Linked DNA regions of Sus scrofa: region 2 is linked to region 1. Evidence: chromatin contacts called from public Hi-C data. All regions are on one chromosome and are shown on one strand. The core of a region is the stretch at or near the end of the contact, and the rest is flanking DNA. Distances in the headings are between cores, read along the strand shown.

Evidence for each region. Hi-C and Micro-C count contacts between places; a contact is called where the count stands out from the background.
Region 2: a Hi-C map of omental adipose tissue shows a contact between it and region 1, with 2.7 times the contacts expected there. The contact joins two enhancer-like sites. A contact is called at or near these places in 1 of 5 promoter capture datasets (liver), 28 of 47 Hi-C or Micro-C datasets (adipocytes, adipose tissue, alveolar macrophages and 18 more) and 2 of 2 datasets of contacts at active chromatin or transcription factors (alveolar macrophages and skeletal muscle).

Annotation. Positions count from the first base shown.
Region 1 is chr4:88,506,918-88,510,080 of Sscrofa11.1, forward strand. It overlaps LOC110260305 (a long non-coding RNA gene), which reads right to left. Exons shown (of 5, transcript XR_002343374.1): 3 at 1,544-2,579. Among named protein-coding and RNA genes, the nearest start is that of OLFML2B, 14 kb to the right of the region's middle. Within about 2 kb of position 1,349, at least 1 of the 83 cell types and tissues checked has an H3K27ac peak or open chromatin away from gene starts, as enhancers often do. A contact at or near this core is called in omental adipose tissue, where this site is marked.
Region 2 is chr4:88,775,296-88,778,576 of Sscrofa11.1, forward strand. It overlaps ATF6 (cyclic AMP-dependent transcription factor ATF-6 alpha), which reads right to left. Exons shown (of 17, transcript XM_021089515.1): 7 at 1,368-1,588. Among named protein-coding and RNA genes, the nearest start is that of ATF6, 29 kb to the right of the region's middle. Within about 2 kb of position 1,451, at least 4 of the 83 cell types and tissues checked have an H3K27ac peak or open chromatin away from gene starts, as enhancers often do. A contact at or near this core is called in omental adipose tissue, where this site is marked.

The DNA.
Region 1 (3,163 bases), core at 99-2,598:
AACCTGTGTCCTCACGGATGCTAGTCAGATTAATTTCCACTGAGCCACAACGGGAACTCCATACTCTGCATCTCTTTTGATGACCCCTACAATGAATCACTGCCACCTTTTCTGTACTGCTTCTAAGAGCCTCGGGATGCTTAGGTCAGGTTTCACCTATTTATTCTTCATACTAAGCATATCTCTTTCCCTACAGATAGCCCTGTGTGCATGAAGGGTGACATATGCACACCGGGGATCTGGATAAACATATAAGATTTTCCCTGTCCTGAGCTCTAAGGCGCGGGTGAGAGTGAACAGCTTGGCCTTTTGGGCAAAAGTCCCTGGGTATAGGCTTCGTGCCTCTATGACTTGGGTCTGGGAGGTTACTGCATATCCCTCCAGCCCTTTCCCCTCATAAAACAGCTCCTCTCCACAAACTCCTCTTTAGCATTTGGGACAGGCTTGCTTCTAGGTTGGGGCAACTGGAATCACTGTGCCTATTGTTGCTGTACAATCTCGTTCCAAGGGCCCTGTTTTTGTAGGTAGCAAGGTGGCAGGGTTTAGTGTGTGACAGCTTTTATGGTAACCACTGGGCTCTGTGAATGCCTGTTCTTGGACCTTCCCTTGATGCTCCCATAATTTTACAACTCTTGTGACTGAATTTGCCTGATCTGGTGTTCAGAAGGAAGTAAACGGCACTGATGTTTGCTAAGATTTAACAGGCTTTCCTTCTATGTTCAATGTCAGGAATCCTCAGGGTCAATTGGAGGGCCAGCTTAGGAGCCCTTTGGCTCATCATTCTTCATATATTTGGACCATCTGCCTTCAAGCATAGTGGCTAGGACCTGCCATTCAGGGCTGAGGAGGCAGTCCCTCTTCCAGTGTCCCTCTTGTTTACATAAGGTGCATTGATTGGGTCCTAATTTCCTTGGCTTACTAGCCCTTGGCGGAGGCTGAGGGTCACTCACTGGAGTCTAGAGTCTCCATGGGCAGTTAGCCTAGATTGATGTGCTGACCAGTTAACATTGGGGGACAACAGCCAGTAGGTGGACTTGTCTCTGGGTCTTTTTATCCTCTGACTTTTCTTCCTGTGTATCTTGGTTATTAAACACCCAGGAGGCAACCTTGACTGTTCAAGAGGTAGAACTATCTGATTCTATTTCCAGTTTGTGAGGTTTACGCTTGATGTTGGGGTCACTTTGAGAAATGAAATAGAACCTGAGGAATGCATTTCCCTTCTGATGACTGAGGGTCAGTGGCAGTATAGATTGAGACACTCCCTGAGGCACTCCAGGAATGCAGAAGCTTTTTCTGTTGGCTCCTGATCGATTTCCTTTATATTACCCTAATTGACAGGTGTGAGAGGTTGGGCAGTGGGTGTTTCCTGGTCTTGTGAGCCACTCACAGGCCTCCCCAGCCCAGGTCAGAGAAGCTAATGCTGACAGAGAAAGGTCAAGTCATGGTTCAGCCTCGGGATAGTTTCTTACTCAGGCATCCCCAGTGCCTTTTGCTGAATTCAGATTGAGCTTCTTGTTCTGTTTCATCAATTAGTCTTTATTACCTGGGCCTTTTCCTGGTCTTGCTTCTTGGCTCACAGGGCTGGCTGCTTCCCTTCACCAAACAAAAGCGACGATGGAGAATGCTACTGTGGACCCTGGAGGTCAGCAAGGAGGGCAGAAAGTTCAGGTGCAGCCATTACTGCCTTGTACAAGGGACAAGAGGACAGCACTACTGGTGAGACAGCGGGCAAGACTGCATGCCCCCTCTTGTTCACTGGTCCCCCCATCCCTGGGGGTCTGGTACCACAGGAAGGCCAGCCAGAGGCAGCAGGCAGACAAGCATGAGTTTCAGGCTTCAGTCCCCAAGGATGCCAGAGTATAGTCCCCTCAAAGGGGGCACAGTCTAGATGATTCCAGGGCTACACTGTGTACATACTACACCCAGGTTCAGGTTGCTGGACAGTTGCTCTGAATTTGCCCAAAGGCTGCAGCCATCCTACCCTGTGAAAGTGAACTTGAAGATCAGTCATCCTCAGGCAAACCTCCCAAAGCCTCTGCCATCCTCCAGCTGGAGCCTGGGTAAGCTTGGAGCCTAGTGCATAGGCACAATTGAAAAGGCCATGGTCTGTACCTTTGTGGTCACCAAAATTTTGTTACCGACTCTCCTTCTGAGTCAGCCCCCTACAAAGGTCCTTCTGCCCAGTGTCATTTGGACCAGTAGAACGAAACTAAGTTTGGCTCTGGAGTAAAGGAAAGCATTAATCTTTGATCAAATAATGGAGAGGGGTGAGCTCACACTCTAGAATACAAACTCTCCCTGGAAAGCCTTTGGTGGGGCTGCTTTAGAGGGTTCTCATCAGCTGGGACAGGTGGAGTTCTTGGGTTACTTGCAGCTGTGCTACTCAGACTCCAGATCACAGTGCCAGGAGCAGCATCTTTGCACACATCCTGCTTTGCATCCTGCTACCGCCATCTGGAATTGTGGGGTCGTGGGCAGTGCTTCTGCACTAGCCTGTGAGCTGAGGTGCTGGGTGTAGCCATTTCACACCAGGAACTCTGGTCTGGAGGGCTGGGTGTAAGGCCTCTGCACGTGGTACCCTATGAGCAAATGAAACTACATGAAGCACAAAGGAAAGAAAAAAAAAGGTTAGACTTTAATTTATTACCAGATTCTGTTTTTATTTTCCAGGAATTGTTCGTGGGTTTTGCCAGTGGCACTATCATGGTTTAGCTTGTCCCCACCCCAGAGTGAGCCAGTCTGGAACTAGACCATTTCTCCTACTGCCTGAGCTAGTCTGGAACTCCTCTCCACAGGGAGTGACCTACCACTTCTGACTAAACCAGCCAAATTCCCCTGGCATATGCCCTGGGGCAGCCCCAGTGCTCCTCCCTCCTCTCCCACCTGTCTTCAGGTGTTGACTGTACATGATGGCTATGCAATCATGTTGCTACAATTTGAGGAAACTCAGGATGCACAAGTGTTCAGGAATGTGTCGTGAAAAGCATGGGATGTCTGTCCTTCTCACAATTCAAATATTCAACACTTTCTAGAGTGACTGATGGCCTTACAAAAACATACAAAGCAACCGTTTTTCTGTGGGTAGCTACATTCAATCCAACTGTGTTCCAAAACACACTACAGAGGTATTGATAAATTCAGCTGCTTGGACTAAAGGATTAAA
Region 2 (3,281 bases), core at 201-2,700, 270 kb after region 1:
TGTTATCAACATTTTGCCAAACATGTTTCCTCTATCCTGCGCTCGTCACCTCCCCATAGCTTTTTAAAGCAAATTCCAGCATCATATCATTTCATCAACTGAAACACATACTATGCACTAGTGCCTATTACACCACAAGCACTGTCCTTACCTTTTCTAGTCCTCAAAATAAACATAATAATAGTCAAAATTAATCCTGAATTATCCATGCCTATTCTCATATGAAACTAATGTTCCTCATTCATGTCTTGGCATGCACTGTTTTCAATATCTATATAAACTGGGGGAATTCATGTAGAACTTTAATGTTCTACTTCCACTAGATAATATTTTTTCATTATGGGGCTTTACGATACTGCTGATGGAGATTACTTGGTTGTGTTTATGCAACAGTAGAGTAATTTCACAACTAAATGGGCTACTTAATAAATTCTGGTAGACAGATCAGTCAGTAGTCTGATAAACAACCTTACATAACTCACAGGATTTTAAAAGTACTTTGCAAGACCTAAAGAAAAGGTAGAGTAGCAATAGTAACCACCAATAATAAACACTTTTATTTTAAAGAAAACATATAGGATTTGCTTTCCCAATCACAATTTTAGAGAATCCACTTTTATACTAATTATTTGACTTTAACATTCATTAAACTTTAGGCCCATAATGTTCAATTACTGTTTAATACATAACATGAGGTATTTTACATCACTTTTAAAGAAAGCAAGAGTTAGCAGGCAAGTACTGTAACTGGTCTTAGCCTGTGAGAGATCTTAGGAAATGTTCTGTGATTTATAAATTACAAAAAAAAAAAAAAAAAAAATCCCTGCAACAGAAGACCTGAAGGTTTGCAAAGATGGGAAAATACTAAATAATTATTAAGAAACAGAATTCCTAAGAGCAGCAAGTCATCGTTATGTGGTGGTGAAAATCCTTCAATAAGTCAAGCGAAAAGCTAAATATAAACCCTGACTCAAAAGCAGTCTGCAGACTCTTATCTGGGGAGTTGCCAAAAACATTTCAATCAGGAAACATGAAAGAATCCTGTAAAATACTAGTATATGATTGAGTTGGGGGTTACGGTTAGGAGGAATGTGATGAAAAGGTTCAAAAGAAGGATTTAAAGAAGATATGCATACTTCTCTTTTCATCAAACCACTTAAGACTCTTTAAAACCTTTCATTTAGATTCTAACATAGTAAGCCTTACCCTAACTTTCTGCCAAAGATTGGATGGGCAATTTCAGCACATTTGACACAATATGACAAACTTTAAAAAACAAAAACAAAAACAAGGCAACAAAAAAGTGTTTCGTACTGTTTTCATTTTTTAAATCAGGCATTAAAAAAGTACTAAGTTTCAAAACTTACATCTGAACCCACACTTCTCATGGTACTCTGAAGCACAGGTTTAGTCACAGAAAGTTTTCCATTCACTGGGCTATTTGCCACAGGGGCTGGGACCACATTCACCACGTGATTAGGTAGCTGTGTGGCGCCCCCAGTGACAGCAAGGACTGGCTGAGGGGAGGGCAGAACTCCAGGTGCCTGGAGTTGTACCATGGTAGGCTGAGAGAGCACCACCGTCTGACCTGCAATAGAGAAAAATGAAAAGGAATCAGAGGGTGCATTAACTACTGCAGCAAGGGAAGCTGTTTAACGTTTAGGTCTCTTCTGCAAAGTAATAGGTAAGATCACACAGAGGGATTTGAAACCACCAATTAAAACACAATCAGTAGCAGCACATACTGATACTGACTTTTACTGCTATTGTTTTGGGGGTTTTTTTTTGGGGGGGGGGTTAGGGCCACAGATGAGGCATATGGAAGTTCTCAGGCTAAGGGTCAAATTGGAGCTGCAGCTGCCAGCCTACACCACAGCTCACCGCAAAACCGGATCCTTAACCCACTTAGTGGGGCCAGGAATCAAACCTGCATCATCATGGATACTAGCCAAAGGTTAATTTCCACTGAGCCACACCAGAAACTCCTGTTGTTATTTTTAATGAAACCAACAAAATTCATTCTCTTTTAAGCTGTCGCTAACAACATATTTCCACACTCTTTCAACTAACATATATCAAATTTCTTACGTTATACATGGATTTCTCTAAGTCTTAACCTCTGAAATGTATTAGTGCTAAAAGTATTTTTCCTATTATGGATAACTATACTGAAAACAGAATCATATACTTTAAATTAATGGAATTCAGAAATACATCCACACCAAGAATACATGAACAGAGATTCAGTACCTCAATACTTGGAAGAACAAGAGGCTACAAATACCAAAAATGTTAAAACCTTTTGAAAGGAATTCTCACTTGACATAGGGAACAAATCTATAATTTTAAATAGTACATAGATAATATCAACTCCCCACCATAATGGTCTACAAATCTTTCCTTAATGCTAACCTGAGGAGAATTACTATCGCTAACCTAAAGAAGGCACATACAACTAATAACACTGGTCTATTAAAAATTTTACTTGCCTGCTGAGTGTTTCCTTTCAGATCTGGCCAATTTTATAAGGTGTTGAAAGTCTCACCTAATATCCACATTTACTTGAGCCCATCTAGCAAAATAAAGGTACTAAGTAACTGGCAACTAAAATTTCACCTAGTATATTAATACTCTTTTTTAAGGGAAAATAATTCACTAATGCTTTCTGATGGTATAACATGACCCATGTAAAACTTAGCTCAGCATTTCAAAGGATCAAGGAAAACTAAAAATCAAAACACCTGTTTCTTAAGAACATCTGCCTTAGCCTAAAAAAAAAAAATTACATCTGGAGTTCCCTGGTGGCCTAAAAGTTAAGGATTCAGCATTGTCAATATAGTGGCACAGGTTCAATCCCTGGCCTGGGTACTTCTGCATGCTGTGGATGTGGCTTAAAAAGAAAAGAAAAAGAGAAAGAAAAAAAAAAACAAAAACCCACTTCCATAAAGTCAAAGTCTTTATATTTCAGATGGCCTCAAAAAGCATACTAAAACTAGAATTGGCATTTTACCCCAGGTAAATTAGTAAATTAGTAAGAAAAAACTAAAAATAATTTGCAATACGTACAATTTACTTGAGCATAAATGACTACTACATATTTTCACCTTCTGATTTTCCCTTGGAACAATTTATTTTATGAAATAAAAACATAAAATACAGAAATGATTCATAAGCAGATACAAATCTGCCTAGGTCAAGTAGCCAAATAAAAATAAAAAGTAAATAGCATTTGACCAAATGTTAGGGTTTTTAATAACACTTGTTGAGATACTACAGTCAAT